2 separate regions of the Mus musculus genome follow, and region 2 is linked to region 1. A link is a contact called in public HiCAR-type data. All regions are on one chromosome and are shown on one strand. The core of a region is the stretch at or near the end of the contact, and the rest is flanking DNA. Distances in the headings are between cores, read along the strand shown.

Region 1 (7,515 bases), core at 3,351-5,850:
CACACACACACACAAACACAAACACACACACACAAAGAGAAACACACACAAAATACCTAAATTCTGTTTAAAAACTATGTCACTGAGTTTGTAACATGTTTGTCATTATTTGTCCTCCAATACTATATGCAAAACGTTTCTTTTCTTTTTTTGTATGATCCATGTAATTTCAGTATTAAATGGGGGTCTTCGTTCTGGGAATATTGAGAATCACTTACTTGGACTACAAATTTACAACAGGAGTAAATGACAAACCAACAGACTCCACCAAACATTAAAAGCTGGGAAGTACGTAAATAGAGTCTTGATCTATCTGAAAGTAACCCATAGAACACGGTGGAGTTTCCTCATAAACAGCCTATGGCTGCTCACCACCAGAGCACTCTCAGTGACGCAGCTCCCATGCACTCAGTTTCTCAGTGTAAGGTAGAGAAAATGGCACTGTTAAACAAACGAGTCTGAACCTCTGACACAATGAACATCAGGAGAGGCTCTCTGTGCCAAGGATCTAGACCTGCTTTGGAACACAGCTGTTCCCAGTCACTCTCCTCCCCTTCTCCTCTGGAGTTTCTCCTAAACCTGGGAACATCAAATTACTCATTATTTTAAGTGATGGATATCTTAAGATTATAATTATGAAAAGACATGTAATCCAGGATTGTCAGTAGCAGTTCTGGAACTGGAAGTTAGAATTGTGATGTGTCCTTTATCAGCTCAAAACCTCTCTTACTTGTCATGTCATTTAAGCAGGCCCTGTCACCCTTAGCTGCAGGCTTTACTCTGGGTGACATGGGACTTTACCTTATCACTCACCCTGAGTCTGTGATGGGAATAAAATATGTCCTTGGACTGCCTGGTTTTGTGTCAACTTGACACAAGCTAGTCATCAGAGAGGAAGGAACATCTGTTGAGGAAATGCCTCCATGAGACCCAGCTGTAAGGCATTTTTCTCAATTAGTGATTGGTGGGCCCAGGCCTTATGGTTGGTTCTACAAGAAAACAGGCTGAGCAAGTCATGGGAAGCAAGCACTCCTTCATGTCCTCTGCATCAACTCCTGCCTCCAGGTTTCTTCCCTGCTTGAGTCCCTGACCTGACTTTATTTTGGTGATGAACAGCAGTGTAAAGTATAAGCTGAATAAACCCTTTGCCCCCAACTTGCTTTTTGGCCATGGTGTTTAATTGCAGCAAAGGAAACCCTAACTACGACAGCCCTGGAACAAAGTGAGATGCAGCTTTGCACTGATTAAGAAAGAACAATCTAGAATCTCAGACCCAATGAAGGCCCCTCGTGTCGCATATGTTGCATACACATGTGATAAGATCGTTTTATGTCACAATGCCTTTTAGCCACGGGTTTCTCAAGCACCACTCACTCACAAGACAGCAAAGAACTCTTTTTTCTCCCTCTCTAAATTCAATTTTAGACATTATGTTACAAAGTGAAACCAATTCAGATACTTTAGAACAAGTAGGAGGTACAAATAATTAGAGGGAATTAAGTGCTGAGCATTAGATTAACTTCCAGGCAGCAGTCTTCCTAATTCTGAACACTGAAAAGCGAACATTATTCTTCTTTGGAGACACAAGAGAACTCAGGATTCAAATGTACTTGGACTCCAGGTCAGAGACCAAGAACTCAGAAAAAAATCTTAAACCTTGACTAGAAATACTTGATATTTCTTTTAAGAAGTTAGCATATCTGTTGCTGCCTGTGGCTAATGGTTCAGTATTTCAGGGGAGGGAAGGTTCCCTGAAACATGTTTAAAAGCACTGGCTTCCCCACTCCTCCTTGGAGCTGGCCTGTTCCAGCATCCATGTCCACCCGCGTCTTTTAGTGTTAGAGAAAGCAAGCAGCTGTGTGCCAGCCTTGTAAGCTTCAGCTGGAAAGGATGGAAGAGGAGAGAGAACTGAGGAACCAGCTGAAGACAGACTGCTTGTGCCTCCCCATTCCAGTCACTCAGACTCCAGCATTCCAAGAAAACCTGGGGTTGTGTGCACAAGAATATCCAGAGAATCTCCCGAAATCCTATGAGAAGAAGGTTTCAAGAAGCTGCAGTTGCTCACATAACTTTGCCCAATGTTAGTCTCTAATACAAAATCCTGGAGGAAGCCGTGGTGGCGCATGCCTTTAATCCCAGCACTTGGGAGGCAGAGGCAGGCGGATTTCTGAGTTCGAGGCCAGCCTGGTCTACAAAGTGAGTTCCAGGACAGCCAGGGCTACACAGAGAAACCCTGTCTCGAAAAATCAAAAAAAAAAAAAAAAAAAACCCCAACCCCAACCCCCCCCCCCAAAAAAAAAACCAACAGGAGAAAGTGAATTAGAATTCCTAAGCTTTATAGACCAGTTTGATATCAATCTCTGGTAAAATTAAAGACTTGAGCAGGCAACACTTGGGCAGGGGTAGTGGTCTGTATTTCTAGAATTGGAAGTGATTGGTTACTCTGGTCAATCACAGGTAAAACTTAAGAGTCTGTTTGTTTTTAGCAAGGCACTTGATTAAACTTCCCTTTCATGAAACCTTTTCAAAAAGTCCAGTCTATGAACTAGAACAGTGTAAGTGTAGAATTTATCCGGCTCACTAATTCGAGCAATATCTGCTAGAGACCAACTAGATCTCCGGCCACTCTTGTGATTGGCTTTTTCAGTACTTTGAATTTCAGCACTCACCCTGAAAGTGGATGGCATTAACCTCATTTTTGGAAAAGGAATAATAAGTACCAGACTTCAAAATCCTGGAACCATCTCTGCTGTGCCACCGGCTTCTAACTGTGCAACCTTCAACATAAAAGCCTGCCCTGTGCATTGCATTGACTTGAACTTCAAGCAAATTCCTCAGATGTGTAGAATTGACACAATGAATGTCAGAATCAAAGCTGGGATGGATGCATTAAAGTGGAAGTTAGAGGTTTAAAGTAATATAAACCAAGAGAGAAAGCGTTCCCCCTCAAAACCACCAAGCTGCACAGATTAAAGAGGAAGAAAGTCAGCTTGACAACAACAGGGACGTATGAGTTTTTAGTCAAGCTCAGAGTATTTGCTTGATGGTTTCAGGATAAGCTGATGTGTTTAACTCGAGTTTGGTTACTCATTAAAGAAAAGTAAAACATTCTGTCTCCCGAGCACCTGTATGCACTGTGTGGGTTAACAGTTTCATCCTTACAGCAGCCAGCTAAAGCAGACAGAAACTCTATCACCACACATCTTTCCTTTCTCTACTGTCTTCTCTGCTTTCTTTCTTTTTCTTTTCTTTACTTTTTTTTAGGGAGTGAGCTCCAAATTTAAAGTTTTAGACTTTCTTTTCAAAGAGAAGTAGACATCCTGAATGTAATCTTGGAAGTTGAAAGGTTGTTGGCTGGGGCAGGACTGAGGAGACACAAGCAGAAGTCAGCTCAGTGTAAACACGGCTTTTCTGACAGGAGCAGGATATAACTCCAAACACTGAGTTCCTCACACTGAAGTGGCCAATCAGAACCTGGCTTCTGGCAGCAGTGCTGTGTGGACAGCATACTGAAATTGCCTGAGGGCAGACCACAGTTTAAAGTACCCTTATTATCTCATAATGTACCTACAGTTATTTTTCTTACACAGCAAAAAGAAAAAAAGAAAGAAAAGAGTAAATATGAAGTTACTATTTTTCCCAGAACCTTTCTGCTATACTTAATACCATTTCCCATCCATACATACAAGATAGCTGTGTCAGGAAATAAAACCCCTTTCAAAGGAAAAACGGATTTTCTTGACTCGTGCTTAGCTATATTATCCCCCTGAAATTTTGCCAAAAATCTCCATCTCATATATACGGGCAGTGACGGATCTTTAAAAAGAGGTGGACAGTTTACCCACTAGTTTATGTTGTTTTGTTACCTTCAGTAAAAGATGGGGGAGGGGTCAAAACAGCAATAGAAGAGAAACGACTGGACTGCGTCTGGAGCTTTCTCTGGTAGCTGGGCTCCCACTGTCTATTCTTTCATTTCTCTTTCATTTGCATCATTTCCCCTCAGGATTCAGCCTCCCACAGCTTCCAAGAGTACAGACACTCTGCTAATCATGTGCCACTCAGCACAAGCCTGACAGCTTGACTTGTGCATGTAGTGTCCTTACCGGAAAACCTCCATTCATTCTTCAGGTGGGGAGGAGGATGAACCTGCATCTTGCAATGAGCAATGAAATACTTTAGTTTGTGGGCTCGGAACAAGATCAGAAGATGGAGCTAAAGGCTCAATTAAGGAACCTAGGATGTGAGGTTGTGTCCAGGACAGCTGGCTGTGAAATGTTAGATAAAATTAACTACTGCAACTCCGGCTTTCCTGGGTTGGAAAGTCAAAAGGTCACAGCATCGGAGCAGGACACCCACCTTCCAGATGTTCACTTACCCTACACTGCAGCGGGCCAGCTGCACCGCCATCGCAAGTCTGCGCGGCCTCGGCCGAGGAGGCGCGGGCGCTTGGCTGTTCTCATGCCCCTGGCCGCAGCCCGGGCTCCCAGGGTGGGTGCTGCCCCCCAGGGCGGGGCCTCAGGAAGGGAGCCGAAGCCTGAAAAGGTGCGGCATGGCCGGGCAGCAGAGACAACGTCTCCCCTGGAGTAGGGCGGACGTCCTTCGGCAGTGGTCCCGGCTCCTCCCCCTGCACCCCTCCTAATCCACCCCCCTCCTCCCAGAACTGCTCACGAGTTCGCGGCTCGCTCCCTGAAAGTGGAGCCAAGGGACCCGCGGCTACGGAGCACAACCCTCAGTGTTGGCACCGCCAGGGGCTACCCCTGCCCAACAGCATTGGGTTCCAAGCACAACCAAAGGGATCCGAAGTGCTGGGCCACAGCTCGCACTCCCACCCGGCAACCTATTCACACACGGCTCCACCTCCCCAGCAAGATCCAGACCACCAAGTATGAAAGCTAAGTGAGCTTGTATCTCCCTCTCCTGCCCCACATCCCCAGAGCCACCTGGACTGAGACATCACCTGATCTCTGTCCACGTGGGAGCAGGCGCGGCTCGTCCGGTGCTGCAGCGTGGCGCCAGCCCCGCAGGTGATCTCCTGTCACCTGCCCCGGGGCCCTCCCCTGAAGGCTGCGCTGCTCCAGTGCCAGTTTAGCAGTCAAACCTGTTTTGATCCCAACGCCACGCCTCGCAGCTCTACCCTAAGACACCACCAGACCTAAGTACTTTGCCCCAGTGCACTCGGAAGTGCACCAAGCACTTCTAAATTTAAAAATGCGTCCAGTATTGCACTTTTCTATCCCCGAGTACCCAAATATCGAAACGCTTGTTTCTCAAAACAAAACATCAAGAAAGATCATATTCTTACCCTTTAAGGAAACAAGCGCCTCAAAACATAGCCATTATTCAGTTAGACCTCATTCCATGAGATGCCTGCATCTGTCTGTGTGATTCCCATCGTCAGTAACCGCCCCAAGAGAATGACAAAAGAACCATTATTCCATCCTGTCCTACAATGGATTGTCAATGCAAAATTCATGCCCCAAGGGACCTCAGCAGAACTCTCTCAGTTCCTTGCTTTACAGATGCAGATGCTTAGGCTGAGCCCAGCCTTAGGATTGGGGGGAGGGGGGGGCGGGGATGCAGAGATGAGTGGATTCCTGAGAACCCACAGCCAAAGGGGCAACCTTCAGGTTTCATGAAGGACCCTGACTCAAGTAAATTAGGTCCAGAGCAGTTGAAGATGCTACCCAAGGGCACACACACACACACACACACACACACACACACTTCAGCACTTTCCTCTCTCCCCACTCCTAAAGAAAAGCCTGAAGCCTATAGGCTAACATAAACAGGGCCTTTTGGAGGTCCATTTCAGTAAAAAATTAACTCAGAGAGCAAAGGATCTAAGAAGTCCCTCCAGACCTAGCTCAGCTTTAAGTGAATCCAGCATTTTAGTTTAGTTCTGTGCAAATCAGCTAAGGTAACTTTGACCTGAAAATATTGTGCCTCAAACATATCAATTTTTTCATTTAGTGTGATTAATGGCACCAGACAAACAGAATATGAATATTAAATTGATTTGTTTGATAAGCAACTATTGCAGTGTACAAAGTTGATTATATCTAAATGGAGCATGCATTCACATACATTTCAAGCACACTGTGCTAAATAATTATGATTAAATGCAATGTTATTTGCTTGCTTTTATCTTTCTCAGTTCAGTCAACCGATGTTGCTATTATTTTAAGTGATCTCTAGCCCAATCCTGAGTGACAAGTGTTAGGCCTTGATGGGCTCTGGGAGAGAAGAAATTTGTAGCTATCCATCCTAGTTAGCAGGGCAGAGAAGAAAATGTTAGTCTCTGGCTTCCGTCATAATGGAACTCCAGACACAAGCATATTACTTTCTTTATGTGAGTGTGTGTTGGAGAGTATGTGTGTGTACATGCCTGTGTGTGTGGGTGTGTGCCCGTGACTGCAGGTGGAGGCCAAAAGTCCATGTCAGATGTTTTATTCTATTACTCTCCTCCTATTGTGACAAAGGGTCTTTCACTGAACCTGGGGCTGGTGAATGTGGCTAGACTGACTTGCCAGCAAGCCCCTGGGCTTCTGACTTCCTCTTCCCAGCACTGAGGTACAGGCACACTGTGACACCTGGGGTTTTACATGGGTGCTCAGGATCTCAATTCTAGTGTCCTATTTGCACAGCAAGCACTTTAGCCACTGGACTATCTCCCTAGCCCCAAGTGTAAGCTAATTCTGCTCTATTCGAGGTCACACTGGATCATCTTTATGAGGAGTCATCTACTCTTAACCTTTGGTCTAAGAAAGAAGCTGACACCAGAGGAGAAAGGTCTGGCACCATACTGTGATTGTCAGATCCAGGCCTGACCCTCCTCTCCTCTCCATGGATGGTCAAGAGTTTGTCTTAGAGACTGCACCAGTGTCGGGCTACCCTGATGGATGCACAATGGGCTGAGGATGGGAGACAATCCTCAGGTTCCCCAGCATTGCACACAGCCAGTCTTCTTGGTATACCCCTCTCCCCTCCCTCCTCACATCCAGAAGCCGGATTCCAAGCCAGTGGTGACTTTTCTCTGGAGATTGGAGGTTGGTTTTGATCGATATGAATGGAAAGGAGTTGGATAGAAGGCTACTGCAGAGAATCTGGCGCCCTCTGCCGATGGGGCTTGAGGATATTCAGGCTAAAATGGTCTCTGCAGTCATGGACTTTTCTTACATGTGCCAGGATTTTATTCAGATTTGACAGAGAGCTCCAGATACCTGTCTGTGAGTAGGTGAAAGACACACGTTTTTCAGACCCAGACCTGGGTTTTGAAATGGAAAGATTTACAATACAGGAAATTGTAATACATGTTGATCCTTTAAAAATACTTGTTTTATGTGTATAGATGTTTTGCCTGTATGTATTTCTGTGCATCTAGACATAAGTCTGGTACCTAGAAGAGAGTCAGATCCCCTGAGATTAGAGTTACAGACAGTTGTGAGCTGCCGTAGAACTGGAGTCTCTGCGAGAACAGTCTGTGCTCTTAACTGCTGAGACTTCTCACCAGCCACA
Region 2 (7,515 bases), core at 2,603-5,102, 1.3 Mb after region 1:
TGATCTTTCCAGAACTTTTATCATGAATGGGTGTTGGATCTTGTCAAATGCTTTTTCTGCATCTAACGAGATGATCATGTGGTTTTTGTCTTTGAGTTTGTTTATATAATGGATTACATTGATGGATTTTCGTATATTAAACCATCCCTGCATCCCTGGAATAAAACCTACTTGGTCAGGATGGATGATTGCTTTAATGTGTTCTTGGATTCGGTTAGCGAGAATTTTATTGAGGATATTCATAAGAGAAATTGGTCTGAAGTTCTCTATCTTTGTTGGATCTTTCTGTGGTTTAGGTATCAGAGTAATAGTGGCTTCATAAAATGAGTTGGGTAGAGTACCTTCTACTTCTATCTTGTGAAAAAGTTTGTGCAGAACTGGAATTAGATCTTCTTTGAAGGTCTGATAGAACTCTGCACTAAACCCATCTGGTCCTGGGCTTTTTTTGGCTGGGAGACTATTTATAACTGCTTCTATTTCTTTAGGGGATATGGGACTGTTTAAAAGGTCAACTTGATCCTGATTCAACTTTGGTACCTGGTATCTGTCCAGAAATTTGTCCATTTCGTCCAGGTTTTCCAGTTTTGTTGAGTATAGCCTTTTGTAGAAGGATCTGATGGTGTTTTGGATTTCTTCAGGATCTGTTGTTATGTCTCCCTTTTCAGTTCTGGTTTTGTTAATTAGGATTTTGTCCCTGTGCCCTCTAGTGAGTCTAGCTAAGGGTTTATCTATCTTGTTGATTTTCTCAAAGAACCAACTCCTCGTTTGGTTAATTCTTTGAATAGTTCTTCTTGTTTCCACTTGGTTGATTTCACCCCTGAGTTTGATTATTTCCTGCCGTCTACTCCTCTTGGGTGAATTTGCTTCCTTTTTTTCTAGAGCTTTTAGATGTGTTGTCAAGCTGCTAGTATGTGCTCTCTCCCGTTTTTTCTTGGAGGCACTCAGAGCTATGAGTTTCCCTCTTAGAAATGCTTTCATTGTGTCCCAAAGGTTTGGGTACGTTGTGGCTTCATTTTCATTAAACTCTAAAAAGTCTTTAATTTCTTTCTTTATTCCTTCCTTGACCAAGGTATCATTGAGAAGAGTGTTGTTCAGTTTCCACGTGAGTGTAGGCTTTCTGTTATTTTTTTTGTTATTGAAGATCAGCCTTAGTGCATGGTGGTCTGATAGGATACATGGGACAATTTCAATGTTTTTGAATCTGTTGAGGCCTGTTTTGTGACCTATTATGTGGTCAATTTTGGAGAAGGTACCATGAGGTGCTGAGAAGAAGGTATATCCTTTTGTTTTAGGATAAAATGTTCTGTAGATATCTGTCAGATCTATTTGTTTCATCACTTCTGTTAGTTTCAGTGTGTCCCTGTTTAGTTTCTGTTTCCATGATCTGTCCATTGGTGAAAGTGGTGTGTTGAAGTCTCCCACTATTATTGTGTGAGGTGCAATGTGTGCTTTGAGCTTTACTAAAGTTTCTTTAATGAATGTGGCTGCCCTTGTATTTGGAGCATAGATATTCAGAATTGAGAGTTGCTCTTGGAGGATTTTACCTTTGATGAGAACGAAGTGCCCCTTTTTGTCTTTTTTGATGACTTTGGGTTGGAAGTCAATCTTATCAGATATTAGGATGGCTACTCCAGCTTGTTTCTTCATACTATTTGCTTGGAAAATTGTTTTCCAGCCTTTTATTCTGAGGTAGTGTCTATCTTTTTCTCTGAGATGTGTCTCCTGTAAGCAGCAAAATGTTGGGTCTTGTTTGTGTAGCCAGTTTGTTAGTCTATGTCTTTTTATTGGGGAGTTGAGACCATTGATGTTAAGAGATATTAAGGAAAAGTAATTGTTTCTTCCTGTTATTTTTGTTGTTAAAGTTGGCATTCTGTTCTTGTGGCTGTCTTCTTTTAGGTTTGTTGAGGAATTACCTTCCACCTTGTTTTTTCTAGGGCGTTGTTCCCGTTCTTGTATTGGTTTTTTTCTGTTATTATCCTTTGAAGGGCTGGATTCGTGGAGAGATAATGTGTGAATTTGGTTTTGTTGTGGAATACTTTGGTTTCTCCATCTATGGTAATTGAGAGTTTGGCTGAGTATAGTAGCCTGGGCTGGAATTTGTGTTCTCTTAGTGTCTGTATAACATCTGCCCAGGCTCTTCTGGCTTTCATAGTCTCTGGTGAAAAATCTGGTGTAATTCTGATAGGCTTGCCTTTATATGTTACTTGACCTTTTCCCCTTACTGCTTTTAGTATTCTATCTTTATTTAGTGCATTTGTTGTTCTGATTATTAAAAATATGGAACGCTTCACGAATTTGCGTGTCATCCTTGCGCAGGGGCCATGCTAATCTTCTCTGTATCGTTCCAATTTTAGTATATGTGCTGCCGAAGCGAGCACAAGTCAACATTTTAAAATTAGTTGAAAATTTGGAGGGAGATCAAAAAAAATAAAGTGTGTCTAGTCTCTTCAAAGACAACATTAGAAGCAGAGTATGGCAATATATGTTTGAAACTATCATTCAGGAGGTTGAAACAGGAGAATTTTCTTGAGTTCAAGGCCAACCTAGACTATATTAACATGACTCTCAAAAAGTAAAAACCCAACAAACAAATAAACAAAAATATCCACCCAAACCAACCACAAAATTAGATGTTGAATGTGATGAATTTTCAATTAAAGAGAAACCGAATCTCTAGCTGATAAATTTATTATCAATATTGAAAATTTTAAATCCATTTCTCCAACTTTGCAATTGTTTGACCTAAATTCTTACTTGCCAGGTGATGGACACAAGAAGTGAAAGGCACCGACTTAATTCAGTTTAACTCTCTGACTACTGCCTAATCGGGAGACGTGAGCTTGTGAATTTTCTCATCTCACCAAAGCCTGAGGCTTTTCTGGGGAGTGCATACATGTGTCCTTCATCTGTTCTACAGAAAAATCTTGTTGAATGGAAGTGAAATCATATATACACTGAAAATTACCAGCTTTTTTTTTTTTTTTTTTTTTTTTTGCACTAATGCGTTTTCATTTTTATGTTTAAAGTTGTTTTTGAACAAAGGCATTTCTTTTCATGGGTCATTCACAGTCTTATGAATGTCTTAACAGCTGTGGCTCAATGGGCAGGTATCCTCCCCCCTGCTCAGGAGGCCCCAGTCACCAAAAGAATCAGAATAGCATTTCTGTCAAGACACCTGCGAAGTGACAACTCTCAGACTCAACTCTCAGACTAGGTTTATCAGGTTTATTCCCTCAGCCAGAAGGAAGAGCTTTGATTGCCCTGTGTGGGGTACCAATCATTTGGTCCTGTGTCCTGAAACTCAGGTGAAGTTGAATACCACGTTCTTAACTATAGGAGGGTTTTCACGAAGTGTAAACACTTTTAAGGCAAAACTGAAAAACATGACACCTTTTTTCTCCTTCCCCGGCTTTTCCCTTCTTTCCCTTCCTTCCTCCCTTTCCACCGGCTTCGTTTACCTGTCAACAAGGAATCAAAATCTACGCTGAAGAGACAGAAGACTAGAGAGTAGCGTCTGCGTGGCTTACTCTCTACCTGATCGTTATGAAAGAGGACCGAGTGGATTCTTTTGACAAGAACGAGCTGATTTTTTTTACATTCTTGTGTTCATTAACAAAATATTTGTTAGTTTCTCATAGTTCATACGTTATTTGGTCCTCTGGTTCTCCAACAACTGAAAACATCTGATCTTGGCCTCTTCTTGCTTCCTGCAGGGTGCGCCTAGTAATTAGGGCAAAGCCGACCCAATCGAGGAGAGGGCAGCAACTACGTTTCCCAGCGTGCTCTGCTGGAAACACAATGGAGTTTGGCGTCATCCGGGTCACGTGGTCTCGCGTTTCCCGGAGCACTGAGGGATTCCGGCCAGGGTCCCTCCCCAAGTGGAGGGCCCTGCTGGGCCGGGAAAACTACACTTCCCGGCATGCCTCACCTCGGGTGCGCCTGCGTGCCGGAGCAACCCTGCTGGCGAGCGGGTTGGTTTAAAGAGCTGTTTTAGTTCCATGGAAACAAACTTGCTGCCTGGAGGACCGAGCTACGGGCTGTTGGATGAATCAGGGGTGAGGCTGCCGGGCCCACACAGGAAACTGAGGTGGGCGGCTTAGGGGGAGAGACCACGCCTCAGAACAAGGTTCCTTTCCCTCCCAGCCCGAGTCCAGTCCGGCCCTGGAGACCTCTAGAGCCTCGGTTTACCTTGCTTCAGCACCCTGCCTGGCTGTGAAAACAAGCCAGGTTAAGTTGGCCTTGGTTGGACCACAGCTGCAGAAGGGTGGCCAGCCGCTGAGACCTCTACTTTAGTTGCTGTTCCCCATTTAGGTATACAGTTAGTTGAAGGTTCCTGGCGAAGGCTTTTTCAACATTAAGGCATGGTTTTCTGCCACTTGTTATCCTCCCTGGTTTGCTTCCTGGACGTGAGGCGTCTCCATTTGTATTTGTACACTGTTTCTTGCTTGAGCGGAGATAGATGTTTGTTAAGTATTGTCGTGTTTGGCACCCACAACAGCCAAGATACTATGCTAGGCTCAACAACACCAACAAAAGGATTGTAACCCTACGTGAATCAACGTGGGTCAAACACAGATTCTTGGGGTTTTGTTGGTTGGTTGGTTGGTTGGTTTGTGGACTTCCCCCGTGCTAGGGAATTATACACAGGGACAAATAAAGGGCTATTTTAAACTAGCTGCTTTCCAGGCACCATTTGGGACATAACACACACCCGTTTCCTTCCTCCGACAGAAATTGCATGCTCCGCGACAGTAAGATCCATTCTGATGCTGACAGCAGATATCTAGAAACCCTTTAGAGACATGAATACAAATGTGGTGTCTCTCAGTCTATGCTACAAATGCCATAGTACGATTAATGCCAATAACCCCTTTTGCACACGACTTGGTCCATGGTTTGATGAAGACAAGCAGGCACTTCACCTGCATAGGACTAAATTCTATTTTGTCATCTGAAGAGAGAGAACTGAAGCCAGAAGGTAGAAAGGAACATACAAGACCTAAGATGGGAGGAACCTGGGTTATTGCACAGCGGAGTGCCTGCCAAGACCATTTGGTAGTGTGTGCCTGTAATTCTAGCCTTGGGAGGTAGAGACCTGAGGAGAAGTTTAAAGTCATCCTCACATCGAGTTTGAGGGAAGCTTGAGCTACACAAGACCCTGCCTCAAACCTAAAATAAGTAAATAAATAAACCGTAATGAGATGCATTTATGTATTCCTTCCTTAGCAGACCCTTCCTGGTAAGCTTGTGTGTTTTTTGAGATCCCAGAAAGGCAGCTTTTTTCTTTTGCTGCCTCCTTTCTCCCTTTTTCTGGTTCTGACACCAGCCAAAAATTTGCCCTTAACACTGGTCTCTGGAGAGGCCTTACTCCAGCGACCTGGGTAACTCCTCGTGCACTCCCGTGGACAGGCTTGTCTTCTGTCTTTACTTTTTGACTCAGAAGCATAGCTTTCTCATTCTCCCTTTCCCTCCCCTGACCTCCCCCCCCCCCCATTTTTTTCCCTCTTCCCTTTTCTTCCTTTCTCTTCCCCTCTGTGTGTGTGTGTGTGCACTCGTATGCATAGGTGTATATGTCTTTGTGTCTATTTGTTTGCGTCTACATGCAGGTCTTTCCTGAACACTCCTTACATTATTTTGAGATAGGACCTCTCACTAAGCCTGGAGCTTACCAATTTGGCCTGCATAAGCTATGGCATCATGAAACCACCAAACTGGGCCATTTTGTGGCATTTTTTTTTCCACATAAATGACCATTTTTCAGAAAGCGATTTACAGATTCAATGAAATCCCAACCAAAACCCTCATCTCACTCTTCAGAGAAATAGAAGAAAAAAAAAAAACTATTCTAAAACTCATATGGACTCACAAATGATCCCAGAGAACCCAAACAATCCTAAGCAAAAGAGAACATTGCTGGAGGGTAACAGTTCCAGATGTTAAGATTCATCACATAGCTGTGGTAATAAAAACAACATGTATGGTACTGGTATAAAAACTGACACAGAGGAACCAAACATGAGTACACAGCATTTCAGGCGCTTAGTATTTTACAAAGATGCTAAAAGCAAATGCTGGTGAAAAGCAACATCTTCATCTTCAGCAAATAGTGCAAGCATGAAGTTAAACCTGGGCCTATCACCATCAGTCCTGGGAACTGGACTCAGGTCCTCCAGAGGGGCACCCAGTGCTCTTAACTGCTCAGTCATCTATTTGTCACCCAGACAATATACTATTTCTTGAGATGCCTACAATTGTGATGGTCATTTAAATTTGTGTGTGTGTGTGTGTATGTGTGTGTGTATAGACATATATATGTATATACATATGTATATTACACTTTTGTGTTTATATTCATAGATGTTCTAGCTTGGTTTTGTTTTGTTTTTGTCTACTTGACACTATAGTCATCTGAGAGGAGGGAACCTCAATTGAAAAAAATGCCTCCATAAGATCAGGCAGTAGGTAAGCCTGTCCATCATTTTCTTAATTCATGGTTAATGTGGAAGGGCCCAGCCCATGGTGGGTGGGACTGTCCTGCTTAGTCATCCTGGGCTCTATAACCAGGATGAGCAAGCCATGATGAACAAGCCAGTAAACAGCACCCCTCATGGCCTCTGCATCAGCTCCTGCCTCCAGGTTCCTGCCCTGCTTAAGTTCCTGCTCTCATGGCTTTCAGTATGAACTGTTACATAAAAGTGTGAACAGGAATAAACCTCTCCCTCCCCACATTGCTTCTGGTCATGGTATTTTGATGCAATGATAGCAATCCTAACTAAGACAACAGCGTTAAAAATTGTGACAATAAAATGAATGGAAGTAAAATTTACTCCACAATTATCAAATAATTCTGTGTTTAGGGGTAATATGTCTAAAAGACATTCTAGGCCAGTAACTTCCAGGAAACACACACACCCCAATATCACAAGCAATGTATTAGCATTTGAAAAGGGAACTCTTACTTCTGTGGACATATAGACTCCATTCCTACACTGAATAATAGCTATATCCATTTACTACCAGTTTAAATGAAAGATATCAGCTGGTGTTATCTATCATAACCAACAGAAAGTGGTTTTGTTAAAACCAAGTAATTGCCTCACATATCTAACAACTATTTTCTGAATGTTCATTGCCAATGAGATCTGCTATAAGCACAAGAGAGGACACGGGGACCAGACAAAACTCCCTGACCCTATGGAGCTTGTCTGTCAGCTGAACAAAGACGGGATGGAAATGAGAGCAACTTACGCAGGCCGTGAACGCCATGTGAACACCACTGTAACAGTTCTGGTTTTCCCAAGTGACCAATCACAGCATCAGAGATTGCTGTGACATAACTTTAACTTCATCAGGCTGGCTACCCTATCCCAGATGATACAAGCACAGGGGTAAAAGTAGGAGGACCAGTTTGGAGGCTATTTGATAATCTAGACAAAAGCCTCTGCAGCTGCCTGGAAGCAGGTAATAGGTGGAATAGTCACACATGATCAGATCCAGACAATGTTTCTGCTTTGC

What was found. HiCAR-type assays count read pairs that join an accessible place to other places.
Region 2: a contact with region 1 is called in a HiCAR-type map of astrocytes, with 2.5 times the contacts expected there. The contact joins the promoter of Ccdc150 here to the promoter of 1700019D03Rik in region 1. A contact is called at or near these places in 1 of 39 promoter capture datasets (cranial neural crest), 1 of 115 datasets of contacts at active chromatin or transcription factors (astrocytes) and 1 of 9 other capture datasets (liver).

What each region holds. Positions count from the first base shown.
Region 1 is chr1:52,948,240-52,955,754 of GRCm38.p6, forward strand. It overlaps 1700019D03Rik (RIKEN cDNA 1700019D03 gene), which reads right to left and starts at 4,601. Exons shown (of 2, transcript NM_144953.3): 1 at 4,376-4,601.
Region 2 is chr1:54,246,831-54,254,345 of GRCm38.p6, forward strand. Ccdc150 (coiled-coil domain containing 150) reads left to right here and starts at 3,853. Exons shown (of 28, transcript NM_030025.2): 1 at 3,853-4,055. The coding sequence starts at 3,999. It overlaps Gm51622 (a long non-coding RNA gene), which reads right to left and starts at 3,783. Exons shown (of 3, transcript XR_003947818.1): 1 at 3,459-3,783. It overlaps Gm25829 (a small nuclear RNA gene), which reads right to left and starts at 2,378; the gene lies at 2,272-2,378.